Linked DNA regions of Mus musculus: regions 2 and 3 are each linked to region 1. A link is a contact called in public promoter capture Hi-C data. All regions are on one chromosome and are shown on one strand. Each heading gives the region's core, a stretch centred on a gene start, on an enhancer-like site or on the middle of the called end of the contact. The rest is flanking DNA. Distances are from core to core; before and after follow the strand shown. Region 1 holds the start of Stambp (STAM binding protein). Region 2 holds the start of Ccdc142 (coiled-coil domain containing 142). Region 3 holds the start of Slc4a5 (solute carrier family 4, sodium bicarbonate cotransporter, member 5).

Region 1 (4,323 bases), core at 943-3,442:
TTGTTGTAGAGGATAAAGGCATGTTCAATGTTGCCTTCTTCCGAGTAAACGGACGCCATGCGGATGATCTCAACACCGGAGCGGTAGTAGCGACGGGGTGGAATGTCTTCATTTAACTCAACTGCACTCCCAAGTTGGGACAGAATCCTCACCCGGTCTTGGGGTGGGAGGCTCACATCCCCATGGTCAGACATTGGACAAATAAGTTCTGAGACAGAAGAGAAAAGACAGGTAACATCAAAGCCAAGGCCGCAGCTTCCCAGCGGTCAGAACAGGATGAGCTCTCACAAACCTCCCAAGAAATTAGACAAAGAGGCAGCCATGGTGGAGTACACCTTTAATCCTATCACTTGAGGAGCAGAGGCAGGTTAGATCTCTGAGTTCAAGGCCAGTCTAGATTACCTAGCAAGTTCCAGGACAGCCAAGGCTACAAAGAACAACCCTGTCTCAAAACAAAAACAGAATACGAAATGGACAAACAAAACATTAGAGAAAATAAAACACTACATACACTACATACAGGTTCTGATCAACAAATTATCCCTCCTGGCCTCATGAACACCCAAATCTTGATTTGAGGACTGACACAGGTAAAAAAAAACAAAACAAAACAAAAAACAAACAAACAAAACAAAAACAAAAACAACAAAAAACAAAACCAAAAAAAAAAACAACAAAAGAAAACCAAGCTTGTCCTGCAATTTGATGGTACAAGGAACACAGTCATTAACAGGGCACTGTGGGTTGGTCTTACTGCTACCAAGAGTTACTCTCCATCAGTAGGAGGCCCATCCAGAGAACTGCGTCTTTTTCTTTTTCTTGTTTCTTTATGCGGATGACCACTTCCGTTTACCCAATCCCTGGCAGAGTGTGTTCAGTGAATCCTCATGAACACGGCCTGGATAATTCATGTCGACCATTTCATTCCACCAGAGATGAAATGGTATTTACCGGGATACGCTTCCTCAGTTTTGAACACAAGGTTAATGCGGGGCTCCTTTCTAGGGTGAATATTCCTGACGCTGCTCACTAAACCACCCTTCACTTCAGCCCATCCCATTCACCACTTTCAGGGCCAGGTAGTTCATGCTTGGAAGCATCAATCCGTGCTTGTCCCCACAAGCCAAGCAGGGTGTAAACGGCAAAGTGACAGCACCTAGGTTGGGGTGGAACACTCTAGGAGTTCCTACTCATTGGTACCCAAACTGTAGGAATTTACATTCTTTCTAGATGTTGCTTCTGGGCTCCCTGGCACCATCGTTGCACATAATCCTGAGTGGAACGGGGTTGTCGGTGTGCACTGGATAACAGCACACCCTAGCCAGCCTGTTCTAGAATACACTCATCTTGGGTCTGAGCAGTCTTGTTTTTCCCATCTTATTCCTCGGTCAGGATTCCCATCTGCCCGGGGAGACGCAGATTACAGTGTTGTGCATTCAGCTATATCTCAGTTCTACTCACCTGTCCTCAGAGGTTGTTTTCTCTAGGCCAGTTCTGCTTTAGCTTGCCCTAACTTTGCGGTGGCATTTTGTCCACGAAGTTTCCCCACTAAACTCCCTTTTCTAGCAAAAGCCGAGGGCTGCTAGGAGTGTGGGGACATTGCGAGTGTAAAACACATCCTCTTGAGAGTGTAAATCTGCCCACGTCCCTAACCGCCGAACTGGGCACAGCCCAGAAGAGCTCATTGGAATGGGATGCTGGCCATCTGGGCACCTCTCGAGAGAGGCACTTGTGGGTAAAGAAAGGACCATCCTCCAGAAGCCATCGAGTGGCTCGGGACAACATGGGGTTCAGCAACCCTGCAGAGCGTGTGTATCGGGAGAGGGATCCAGCAGTAACTGCTGGCAGCGCCCATCTAGAAGGCACTCAGTCAGGTTTCTCCAAAAATGCAAGGCACTCAGTCAGGTTTCTCGAAAATGCAAGGAGTGTTGAGACCAGGCCTGGCTGGTCTGAAGCCAGCCCTGAAGACAGGGCCATCCCAGAGCTCGCGCGCGGCCGGCCTGGGCCAGGGACACGGACCCCACACTCACGGCCTCTCCCCGCGGGGTCCCACCGCGCCAGGATCCCCAGTCCCGCTGCATTCCCGGGACCCTTCCCACCTTTCGTGAAGGATGACAGTCAGAGCTTCCGGAAACGTCACCTCCGATGACACGCCCACTCTCGCCACTCCTTCAATTACGCTCCACGGATTTAGGACCTGGTGTGGAGAACTGGTGGGTGGGGCTGGAATCTTCCACCAATGAGAGGGAGCGCTGCAGCGCTCCTTTTGGTAAAGAAAACGAACCAGGAAGGAAAGGGAACCTAGTGAAAGAGGGGACTGCAGCAGAAACCAGTATGCTTTTCCCCCCATTAATTTATCTTTTTATTCACTTCACATCCCTACCGTTGCACTCCCCGCTCTCCCCGCCCCCCCCCCCCGCGACGCACAATCCCTCCCTTCCTCCCTCTGGATATCCCACTCCCCCTGACTGTTGCACATCAAGTCTTTGCAACGCTAGGCTCATCCTCTCCCCTCTCCCGCTGAGGCCGGAGAAGGCAGCCCAGTTATGCGAACGGGACCCACAGACAGGGAACAGCTTTAGAGACAGCCCCCACTCCAGTTGTTGGGGGACCCACATGAAGACCAAGCTGCACATTTGCTACATATGTGTGGGGGGCCTAAATCCAGCCTGCTTATGCTCTTTAGTTGGTGGTTCAGTCTCTGAGAGCCTCCAAGGGTCCCATTCTGAAGCAGGAGTTTCCTGCCAATGGCTCCTCCATCGGAATAATAGCGAATTAATATTTCAAGGGGGATCGCTATCTAGCTTGTCATTCACAGCAGAGCTGACATCGCCGGTTCAAACAAAGCATCATGGACTACCTATCTACATAGCCACCCTCTGCCAGTCGGTCCTGTTTTTGTTTTTTAAACTTACATTAATTTTTATCGTGTGTGTGTGTGTGTGTGTGTGTGTGTGTGTGTGTGTTTGCACGGTGTACTGGCTAGTTTTGTGTCAACTTGACACAGCTGGAGTTATCACAGAGAAAGGAGCTTCAGTTGAGGAAATGCCTCCATGAGATGCAATTGTAAGGCATTTTCTCAATTAGTGATCAAGGGGGAAAGGCCCCTTGTGGGTGGGACCATCTCAGGGCTGGTAGTCTTGGTTCTATAAGAAAGCAGGCTGAGCAAGCCAGGTGAGGCAAGCCAGTAAAGAACATCCCTCCATGGCCTCTGCATCAGCTCCTGCTCCCTGACCTGCTTGAGTTCCAGTCCTGACTTCCTTTGGTCATGAACAGCAGGATGGAAGTGTAAGCCGAATAAACCCTTTCCTCCCCAACTTGCTTCTTGGTCATGATGTTTGTGCAGGAATAGAAACCCTGACTAAGACACACGGTGAGGATGTGTGCAAGTGAGCATGGAACGGTAATTGTCAGAGGGACACCTTGTGGGACAGTTTCTTTATTACCCTATGGTTAAGTTCTGGGAACTGAACTAAGGTTAGCAGCCCTGGCAGCAGGCGCCTCTTACCCTCTGACCCTTCTCCCTAGCCCGTGTTGGTTCTGCTTTAACTCTCTTCATAGCCCTCCCTCCTGTAGGATTCTCCTAAAATACGATTTCTCAAAAGAAGGGAGATTTTCTGGCTTACATCTCTCTCCCCAGCGCCTACCATGACTTTGTGGTCCCACACTCAACACACATTCTTGGATGTGCAGGTGTTATTGAGATAAAGGGTGTCTGACTCATGGTCCCCAAGGTGACAGGGGATGGACTAATCAACTGTAAACGTGGAGGTGACAGGCTGATCGTTTTGTTCTCGGAACCAAATCTTCTCTACGAGGCAAGCAGAGCCAGGAGCAGAAGGCACTGAGATGGCGTGCACTCATGAAGTTAGTAGGTGTCTATCATACCGCAGGGACAGCTTGAGGGACAGCAAGGAGGAAAGGCTGCAGGTGTGAGATGCAGCAGGAGAAAACCGGCCAGGCTGGGCTGTGAGCTCCCTGCACCACAGCACCGCACAAGCCTATCTTAAACTCCGCTGAGGAGTGAGCGACTTTGAGGAGGAGTGTGTTTGTGTGGTGCATTCTAAAGACAAACTGGCCACAGCATTGGCCTCTTTGCTGTGAGCCCATTGGGACTGAAAAAGACGAAAAGGTAGATAGACATCGCCACTCAGGGGAGGGGGAGATGCTGTTTATACTGGTTCAAACGCAGGAAAAGGCACCAAAAGGTACCAAGGCTTTAGATTTGTGTACGATTGCAGGCACATTTCATACCTGATACTTATCTCCAGCTAGAGAACACACCTCAATTAACTGGCTCCAGTCTCCAAGTGCAAAACCCAT
Region 2 (4,323 bases), core at 496-2,995, 470 kb before region 1:
GCATGTGAAGGTGCCTCCAGAGACCAAAGATGTCAGAGCCCCCAGGAACTGGAGTTACAGGCTGTTTCAAGCCAACTGCACAGGGGTCCTCTACATGAGCAGTCAGGCTAAAGCACCTCTTCAGCTTCAATTAGTTAGTTTTGAGACTTCTTGACTTTGGAGGCAGGTGCTCATGAATCTACGGCGGGGGCCAATTTTTATGTGACCTGTAACTGATCAGTATTAGCTCAGGACCACCTGCCCCTGCCCCCTGCTCCAGACCAAGTTCTCAGCACAAAAGAAATTTATTTGCCCTAGAGTGACAAAGGGCAGGTAATAAGGGACAAAGACAGGAGATAGAGGACCAGGAAAAAGAGGAAGGGAACAAAGGAGAGGAGACAAAAGGGGCAAGGGTGTTTATCCTGGAGGACAAAGGACTACCTCTGGATAGAGAGGAGACAGTTGTGGCCCATAGACAAATGGAGTTATGATAGTAAAGGGGGAAACCCGGGTTAGGATGAGGTGTTTAATTTTGATCGGGTATGCTAATTAGGTAAACTAAAGGGGGCCTTTTGATTGCTGGACTTCAGTACTTTGATAGCCATACCTTGGTAGTCAGCCTTAGAAGAAGGAAGTGGCCAAATAAGGGAATAGACCTCTTGGCTAGTTTTAGAAATGTAACAATGTTTTTTGGTTTTGTTTTGTTTTGTTTTGTTTTGTTTTGTTTAGCAAGGCAGGGGGAATGGTTTTGCCAGAACAGTGCCCACATGAGAGTTAGCCAGAGTCCCTTCATAACCTGGATCTTTAGCCTGAGGACTTGTTGACTCTGAGAGTCTAGAAGTGAATGGCCAGGAAAACTGCTGTATATTTACTTAGTCTTTCGGTGATCCCATATCTGATCCTCTCTCTCCCTCAGTAACTGTACCAACTACTTCAGGAATCTAACCCCCTATCTCCAACCTTTTAAACCACTCTCAGAGGCTGGGTCTCACACTGTAGCCTAGGCTAACTTGAAAGTATGTTGGCCAAGTGTCGACCACCTCTAGACAACCCTCCTGCCTCAATCTCTTAGTGCTGGGCAGTAATAATATTCTTTTCCATGCTGTGGGGTCTTGTCCTCTGTTCACAATATATTCCCAAGCACTTGTAACTACTGCCTTGACCTCAAACTGGAGACCCTCAAATGCTCAATTTTGCCTGCTTAGAGCATTGCAGCAGCAGCAGCAGCCCGAGGACCCCTTGCTGTTCCTTTGCCTAAGATCTTTATGAGTAGGGTCCGAACCAGCTGCTTCCCAAAACTCTCAGAGATGACTGAAAGAAAACATAAAAGAAGTTGAAGCTGGCTGTGATGACACACATACACACTCTTAACTTAAGCCAGGAAGCGGAGGCAGGCTGACAACTCTGAGTTCGAGACCTGCCTGGTCTACATGAGAGTTTCAGGATAGCTAAGAACATACACAGTGAGATTCAAAGAGAACTGAACAACAACACGCCCACAAATGAACACGAAGACAACGATCAAAGCAAAAGCAAACTGAGGTCTCGCTTTCCTCTTTTCTGTAGTAGACCGCCGCAGGACCCCCAGAGGGCAGACTGCAGGAAGGCGGTACACTAGGAAGTCAGGGATGGCGGAGACATGGGTCTCCTGCTGTCAAGTCACACCTAGCTTGACTCTCCCTACAGCATTTAGCATCAGCGCCACCTCCCGTTAACGGTGACAGGAAAGTCTAGCTAGAATTTGATAGTCGTTAAGGGCCGGGAAAGAGTAAGTGGGTGGCCATCTTTGTTAGGGGCAGAGGTCGTGGCTACGGAGCCCCAGTAAGACCACGAGACTTCCGGCTAGCTGGTGAGTCCTGGCGCCCACGGGCGTGGAGTGCGACGGGAAGCGGGGAGGCGGCGAGCGTTAGGTTCGTTTGGGACTCGCCGTGCAAATGGCACGGGCGTCCAGCTCTAGTGGCCCTTTGCCTCCACTCGCTAACGTACCCTCGTCGTGGGCGCAGCCCGTGGGCGCTGGGGAGGAGCGGGACGAGGGGAGGCGTGGAGGGCTAGGGCTACTGGCTGCGGTGAGCGTCCCGTGCCCGGACTTCAGCAGACAGCCGTGGGCTCCCGCGTCTGCAAGCGGCCCGATGCCCTTCGCTCTTCAGCGGCTCCGGGCCACATTGCTTCGTCTGCACCGCGAGCGAGAGCAGCTCCTGCGGGCCCGGGACTGCGCCCGCCACCTGCAGGCGGTCGTGCGGCTGCTCCGCTCCGGCTCCTCGGCCGGTTCCCTCTCCCTGCAGCAGTTGCACGGCGATTTACAGCTGTGCCCATCTCGTGGGGCGGCTCTGCGCCTCGGCTTCCCGGGCTCCAGGGAGACGCTTCTCCTGACTCGCCCTGTCGGGCTAGCTGCCCAGCACTTGGAGGCTGCCATCGAGATGCAGCTTCGTTCACTGGGCCGGACACCCGCTAGCCTGGGCCTGACATCCCAGCTAGCCGAACTGTTGCTGGCCCTTCCCTTCTACCACACTCTGCAGGGACATTCCCTGAACTTCGTCCCCGGGGCCGCGCGCCCATTCCCCGCGGCCCGTGTGCTCCAGCTCCTGGCTGCAGAGCGGGGTTGTCAGGTGGCAGATAAGCTGGCTGAAGCCCGTGGCGGATCGGGCTTGCAGGAGCAGCTCCGTCGGCAGTGCGAGCAAGAGCGAGAGCTGCTGCCCGGGCTGCTGGGCCTGGTAGGGGGCGTGGCTAGCACCGACAGCAGCGGACTGAGGCTTGGGGGACCTGGAGCCCTGTGGAGCCAGTATTGGACCTTGCTGTGGGCAGCCTGTGCTAAGTGTTTGGACCTACGCGTGGGACCCTGGGAGGACCCTAGAGCAATGGCACAAGAGCTGAGTCAGGCACTGTGTCAAGGTAAGCGAGGGGTCCGAGCTGGCATTTGGAGGTTGTGGTGAGGGTGTCTTTTTCCCTTTACCCTCTCTCAACTCCAGCCTGTCAGCAAGCGCAGGGCCTTGAATGAATGAACTTCCCCGAGTTTAAAGTATAGCGTTTAGGGTTTCCCAAGGCCACGCAGCTTCCCATAGCAGTCTTTATTTAGGTTTTAGTCCACACTGGCCTGGGACGCTGGTCTCAGCCTCCTGCCTCCGGAGAGCCACCATGCCTGACTTGAGTGGAGTCGGCAGGGGCTGTCACCAGGGATTTGTTTCCAGGCTTCCTTCATTTCTCCCATCAGCACCCCTGCCTCAGGAGTGTGAGAAGGAGCTGTTGTCTCTGTGTCACAGCCTGTTTCACCAGTCTGTCATCTGCAGCTGGGACCAAGGTAAGGAGAAAAGGACATTGGGGTGACCCAAGGATCCTGTTGCGCACCCCCTCAGACTATATTTTGTCATGCCAGGGTTCTGCCAGGCCTTAGGATCAGCCCTGGGTGGTCAGAGCAGCCCTGCGTCACTGTCTCCTACCTCTGAGCTGCTGCAGCGGCTTTTTCCTCCCCTCTTGGATAGCCTTCGACAGCCCAGGCCAGAACTTAGGCTGTGTCCGCCTGCAGGTGAGACAGGAGGTGTGGAATGGGAGGGCAGGGGGCGGGGCAGTTGTTATCTTTTGCCTGTCCTCTGTTCTGAAGCTGGCCTTCTCCTGGAGGTGACCTATGAACCCTAGGGTACTGTCCTTCCCCTCCCAGGTCCTACGCCTGTCGCTCTGGGGCTCTGTACCCTGCAGACCACCTTGCTCTGGTTTGTGGGCAGAGCTCAGCAGCACCTGGCAGCGTGGGACCCCGGTTCCTTCTTGCTCCTGCTCCAGAAGGATCTGCCTGTGAGTGGCCCAGAGCTGGGAGGGAGCAGCCTCCCTCAGTGGCCTGAGCTGAGCCCTCCCTCTCTGTTTCTGCCCACAGCCTCTTCTGTCTGCGGTGGAGGCGCTGTCCAGCCTGGCCTCCGAAGCAGCGCTCACTCTGGAGGTGGAGCAGCAGCTGGGCCTAGAGATCCACAATTTGACTGAAAAGATGCAGGTGAGTGCAGAGACCTGAGAGTGGCAGCGTAAGTGTGTGCCTAGAGAACAGGGCTGGGGACCTTGCGATCTCCAATCTCCTTAGTCTCTGCTAAAGTTTTCTCTGTTGGCTTCTTGTTCTTTACTATGGAAAAAAATTCAAATATGGTCATAATAGTAATCAACTCATGGTCAGTTATGATTCATACTCCCTTGCTACTCCCTAATAGTGTTAGCCAATGACATCATTGTTTAGACTTATTTCATTAGCGACTGCATAATTATGTCTTTTACTTTTCCTAGTAGTGTTTAATTCATTATTCTCTTTAAAAGTGACATTTGTATATATTATTGTATATATATACATATACTATATATATACATACACAC
Region 3 (4,323 bases), core at 509-3,008, 340 kb before region 1:
ATCACTTGAGGGGCCGGTGAGTGCTTGTCACATTGCTAGGATTATTCCAGTTACTCTCCACCAGAATTCAGAGAAGTGGATGCCATCATTTCTACTTAGTTAGCAGGGAAACTGAGTCTCACAGAGGTTACTGCATTGCCAATACAATTACTGCTAATAATTTGCAGCATCAAGAGATGAACCCAGCTCTGGCCTCTCTACAATGTTAACGGTCTCTCCAGTTTCTTTTGAAATCTTTCTTTTTCTTTCTTTCTTTCTTTTTTTTTTTTTTTTTTTTTTTGTTTTGTTTTGTTTTTTTTTTTTTGAGACAGGGTTTCTCTGTGTAGTCCTGGCTGTCCTGGAGCTCGCTCTGTACACCAGGCTGGCCTCAAACTCAGAAATCTGCCTGCCTCTGCCTCCCAAGTGCTGGGATTAAAGGCGTGCGCTTTGAAATCTTTCTTTGGGTGTGGAGGTAGACCCTGCCTCTGACTTAGTGTGTCCTGTAGAGGGTGCTTCAGTAGGACTTAGTAGGACTCAGTAGGACCACACTCACAGTGGAGTGTAATCTATGAGGCCAGGACCCTCAGTGGGGACACTCCTGGGATGTCCACTGCTGGGGACTCTGTGATGGTAACTTTGCTTGGAGCTCCCCATGAACCTGATCATATTTCTGTTTCTTTACATGGGCAGAGTGGGAGCCAGGCATGGTGGTGCACACTTGTAATCCCTGAACTAGGAGTGTGATGCAGGAGGATGTCTCAGATTGGAGCTAGTTTTAGCTCAGTGAGTAGAGGGCTGGCCCAGCATAACAGAGGCCCCATTCAAGCCCCAGTGCTCTCTGATGATGTTGCGACAGCACCAGCACCCTGGCCTGTAATCTCAGACGCACCAGACTTCATCCTGTGTCTCAGACCCTGGAGGCCCATCTGGGCTGCACTTAACCCCCATCTCAAACAGACCCTGCTTGATCGTCTAACCTCAAGTATGACAATGTGGTCAGGGACCCGGGCATGGGACAGTATGTAGCCAGCTCTCCCCAGACAACTCACCTGCACCAGGGCTTTCTGAGGTGTCCACCAACTCCCCATTTTTATCTGTGAACTGAAGGTTTGCACTTCATCATCATCAAGCCCCCTCCCAATTCTAAGACTTCGGAACCGAGTTTGTAGTGCTGCCTCTGAGCCTCTGTGACCTCCGTTCAACCTTGCACATGGTAAGCACTTGTTGAGCCAAACCCCAGATTAGACATTTCTCAGAGAGCAAAGTAATTCCCCCATGGGGTTCATACATGCCCCCGAAGTGACCAGTTCCTGCTGTCCATGGGCTCCCAGAAAACATCCACTCAGTGACAACGCTTGTCATTTTGTCGTAGAAGTGGGTACAAACAGCAAATCCAGGAATTGGTTTAAAGTTGTGAAGAGAGCTAATCCAGCCCCATGCAACATTTTAAAGCCCACAGCAAGCACCACCCCCACCCCCCCAACAACAACAACCCAACCTCCACGCCCAACTCCCAGCGGTTGGTGAGGCTGTCCTGGCCAGGGCACCAGGCCTGCCAGGCTATTACAGACTGCTCACCTGCCACCAAAATCTCAAGATCTTAACGAGGCCCTAGGGGGGTTGTGTACAAATGCTACCTCCCAGCCCCAGCCTTTATAAGGAGCCTGAGAGGTGCCCTGCTCTACTGGAGCCTCCAGGTCTGTCCGGAAGGGCTCTAGGGGAGGGGGAGGGGCCCGCGGGGAGCGGGCGGGGGAGGGGCAGCTCTAGGTGTTCTCACACAGTCCTCAGCTGCCACCACCCTGCTGCTGAGGAGCACACAGGTCCCTGTTTGAGCTTCAGCGCTAAGCCTCCTCTCTCCATCATACCTCAGATTCCCCCGCCCCCTTTCTTTCTCATTTGCTGGTTTCTCCCAGGATTTCCACGAAATCACTCACACCCATCGCTATTTCTCTCGAGCCCCAATCCCCCACCTTCCCTCTCGTCCTTCTCCTGCCCTCCTCCTCCATGCCTCCCTTGCTGCTTAACTAGAAACAAAAGTGAGTTTGTTTTGTGGGGAAGAGGATACTGGAGGAGACCCACAGCCAGGGTAGCAGCCACAGAAGCAGGCTGGGGCCAGAGGCAGCACCAACCTCCGGAGACTCCAGCGCTCAGCTGTTCCAGGGAGCAGGTACTGCCCAGACAGGCTGGTGCTCGCTCGGATAGACCCCTACTCTGCCTGTGCTTTCTAATCTGCTATCTCTTAAGGATCTGTCCATTTATTTGCCTTCTCCTGGCCTTGAAGGATGTGGAAGATTGCAGATATACAAAATAGGGGACAGAGGTCTAAAGGATGGTATGGTCCTTGTTTTCAGAGAACTGTATGTGTGATTCTGATGTGACTGGGCTTGGGCACAGCAGAGCCAAGGATGCACTAGGCTAGGTCCAGATTGCTGGCGATGGTTTGAACCATATCACCAAACCCAAGCTTTAGGTAATGAAGAGCCACCCAAGGCTTTTCAGCTGGAAATCCACGAGAGCAAATCTACACTTGAGTTGCTATCGGGCTAGGGATGCAGCCCAGTGGTGGATTGCTTGCTAAGTGCAAACAGGTCCTGGGTCCCGTTCCCAGCAAGGCAAATCCAAAACTGAGCAGTAGCTAATAGACTGATCCCATAGGGAATTGGTTTGTTTCTTCAGAATCAAAGAGCCATAGTCATCTCCCAATTTGAAGGGAGAAAAGAGAAAACAATGAGGTTTTTGTTTGTTTGTTCTGTTTTAGGATGGTTGGTTATATATTTGTATATTTATTTATTTAGGAGATAGGATCTCTCTTTGTAGCCCTGGCTTTCTGGAAACTCACAATGTAGACCAAGCTGGCTTCAACCTCAAAGAGATCCCTTTGCATCTGCCTCCCAGGAGCTAGGATTAAAGGTGTATTGCCATAAAGGCACTATGCCTACACAAATTACCTTTTTTTAAAAAGAAATTTCCTTAAACTCAATAAGCCAGTGAAATAAGTTTAAAACAATAGAAACATTTCAAACTCAGATACATCTAGATCAGTGACGTTCATTGCGGGTCTATAACCACAGAAGTTACTAGCACTTTTTTCTGCTAAGAAAATCGTTTCTACCCTGTGTGGACAGGGTCCCCCTCAAAGAACGCTATGATTCTGGAAGTCCACTGCACAAGCTTGCTAGGAATATTTAAAGAGCGAACTCGGCTGCTGCCAGGCCATGGATGGGGTACCCAGAGGTGATGAGGCTGGGGAGGCAGCAGGGGCTGTTGGACGAGGTGCTGAGGACGGTGAGTGGAGGAAGGATCGGCCCCAAGGGTGGTGGGCAGCAGGGTACAGGCTAGCAGAGAGGAATCTAGTGGACTTCACACCTGCATGCCTTTATTTCCTCTCGGAAGTGGGCTAGAAGCCTAAGAAGTTTACTGAGAGGGACTAATGGTTGGGGCTGGCTCTGAGGGACACAGGAAGGGTGCAGACAAGGCCAAGCGGAAGGTTCCACGGCCAGAGGTTTTCTTCCATGAGTGCTGAGCCTGCATCCTGGGGTTGGTGGCGGTAAGAGGCAATAGGGCCATCTGTGGTCTAAGCCTTGTGACAGGTGTATCATGCTCACACGTAAGCGCTAACTGTGTGACTCATGTCCAGGTGGACTGTGTCTCCTACCTCTGGGACTCCAGGACACGTTCAACATGAAGATGATCGTGGTCCGTGGTGGGTCCTTGTCTGGGTGCTGTTGAATGCCTGGCTCTACCGGGAAGTTTCAGGGGAGAGAGAGGTTAGGTTTGAAAAGAGTTCTTCAAAATACGGACAGGGAAGGACCAAGTGATCAATAATTGAAGGCAGAAGTCGGAGAAACTGAAGAGATAAGAGACTCAGAAGAGGTGGGAAAGCTTCATGAGGTCAGTCTGCGGACAGTTGGTGGGAGGTTGAGTGAGGGGGCTGATGAGCAAGTAGTCTGGAAAACACACGGAGGAGATGGGAGGAGCCAGGGGAGCCAGGGATGCCTTCAGGCCATCGTTTGACATCTTGTCATCCCCCTGGGCAGCTCACTGAGTTGCAGCCACACTGCCCTTCACATGCTCATGGGCATGCTCACCACAGGGCATCTACAACACACTTCCTTCCCCCTGTGTCCAAGTCACATTTCAAATGCCATTTTCAGAGGGGCTTTGTGGCCAGCATACTCTATAGCTTCCTGTTTTCCTTGGTTGTTTTGTCTTTTCTTTTCTCTCCTCTCCTCTCCTCTCCTCTCCTCTCCTCTCCTCTCCTCTCCTCTCCTCTCCTCTCCTCTCCTCTCCTCTCCTCTCCTTTCTTTTTTTCAGAGCCCTCACCACTATCCCAAACGGTTGTTT

Evidence for each region. Promoter capture Hi-C pulls out the DNA fragments that hold promoters and counts their contacts. Capture Hi-C pulls out chosen DNA fragments and counts their contacts.
Region 2: a contact with region 1 is called in a promoter capture Hi-C map of neural stem cells. The contact joins the promoter of Ccdc142 here to the promoter of Stambp in region 1. A contact is called at or near these places in 4 of 39 promoter capture datasets (cranial neural crest, hippocampal neurons, neural stem cells and 1 more), 2 of 484 Hi-C or Micro-C datasets (B cells and Sertoli cells), 1 of 115 datasets of contacts at active chromatin or transcription factors (the 230-238 cell line) and 2 of 9 other capture datasets (adipose tissue and liver).
Region 3: a contact with region 1 is called in a promoter capture Hi-C map of adipose tissue. The contact joins the promoter of Slc4a5 here to the promoter of Stambp in region 1. A contact is called at or near these places in 3 of 39 promoter capture datasets (the 3T3-L1 cell line, hippocampal neurons and neural stem cells), 1 of 484 Hi-C or Micro-C datasets (ventral hippocampal neurons) and 1 of 9 other capture datasets (adipose tissue).

Annotation. Positions count from the first base shown.
Region 1 is chr6:83,570,312-83,574,634 of GRCm38.p6, forward strand. It overlaps Stambp (STAM binding protein), which reads right to left and starts at 2,193. Exons shown (of 10, transcript NM_024239.2): 1 at 2,100-2,193; 2 at 1-208. The coding sequence starts at 194. All of the region lies in intron 1 of Gm21284 (predicted gene, 21284), which reads left to right.
Region 2 is chr6:83,099,771-83,104,093 of GRCm38.p6, forward strand. It overlaps Ccdc142 (coiled-coil domain containing 142), which reads left to right and starts at 1,746. Exons shown (of 9, transcript NM_001081266.1): 1 at 1,746-2,868; 2 at 3,188-3,274; 3 at 3,350-3,499; 4 at 3,632-3,762; 5 at 3,842-3,955. The coding sequence starts at 1,914.
Region 3 is chr6:83,235,617-83,239,939 of GRCm38.p6, forward strand. It overlaps Slc4a5 (solute carrier family 4, sodium bicarbonate cotransporter, member 5), which reads left to right and starts at 1,759. Exons shown (of 25, transcript NM_001166067.1): 1 at 1,759-2,146.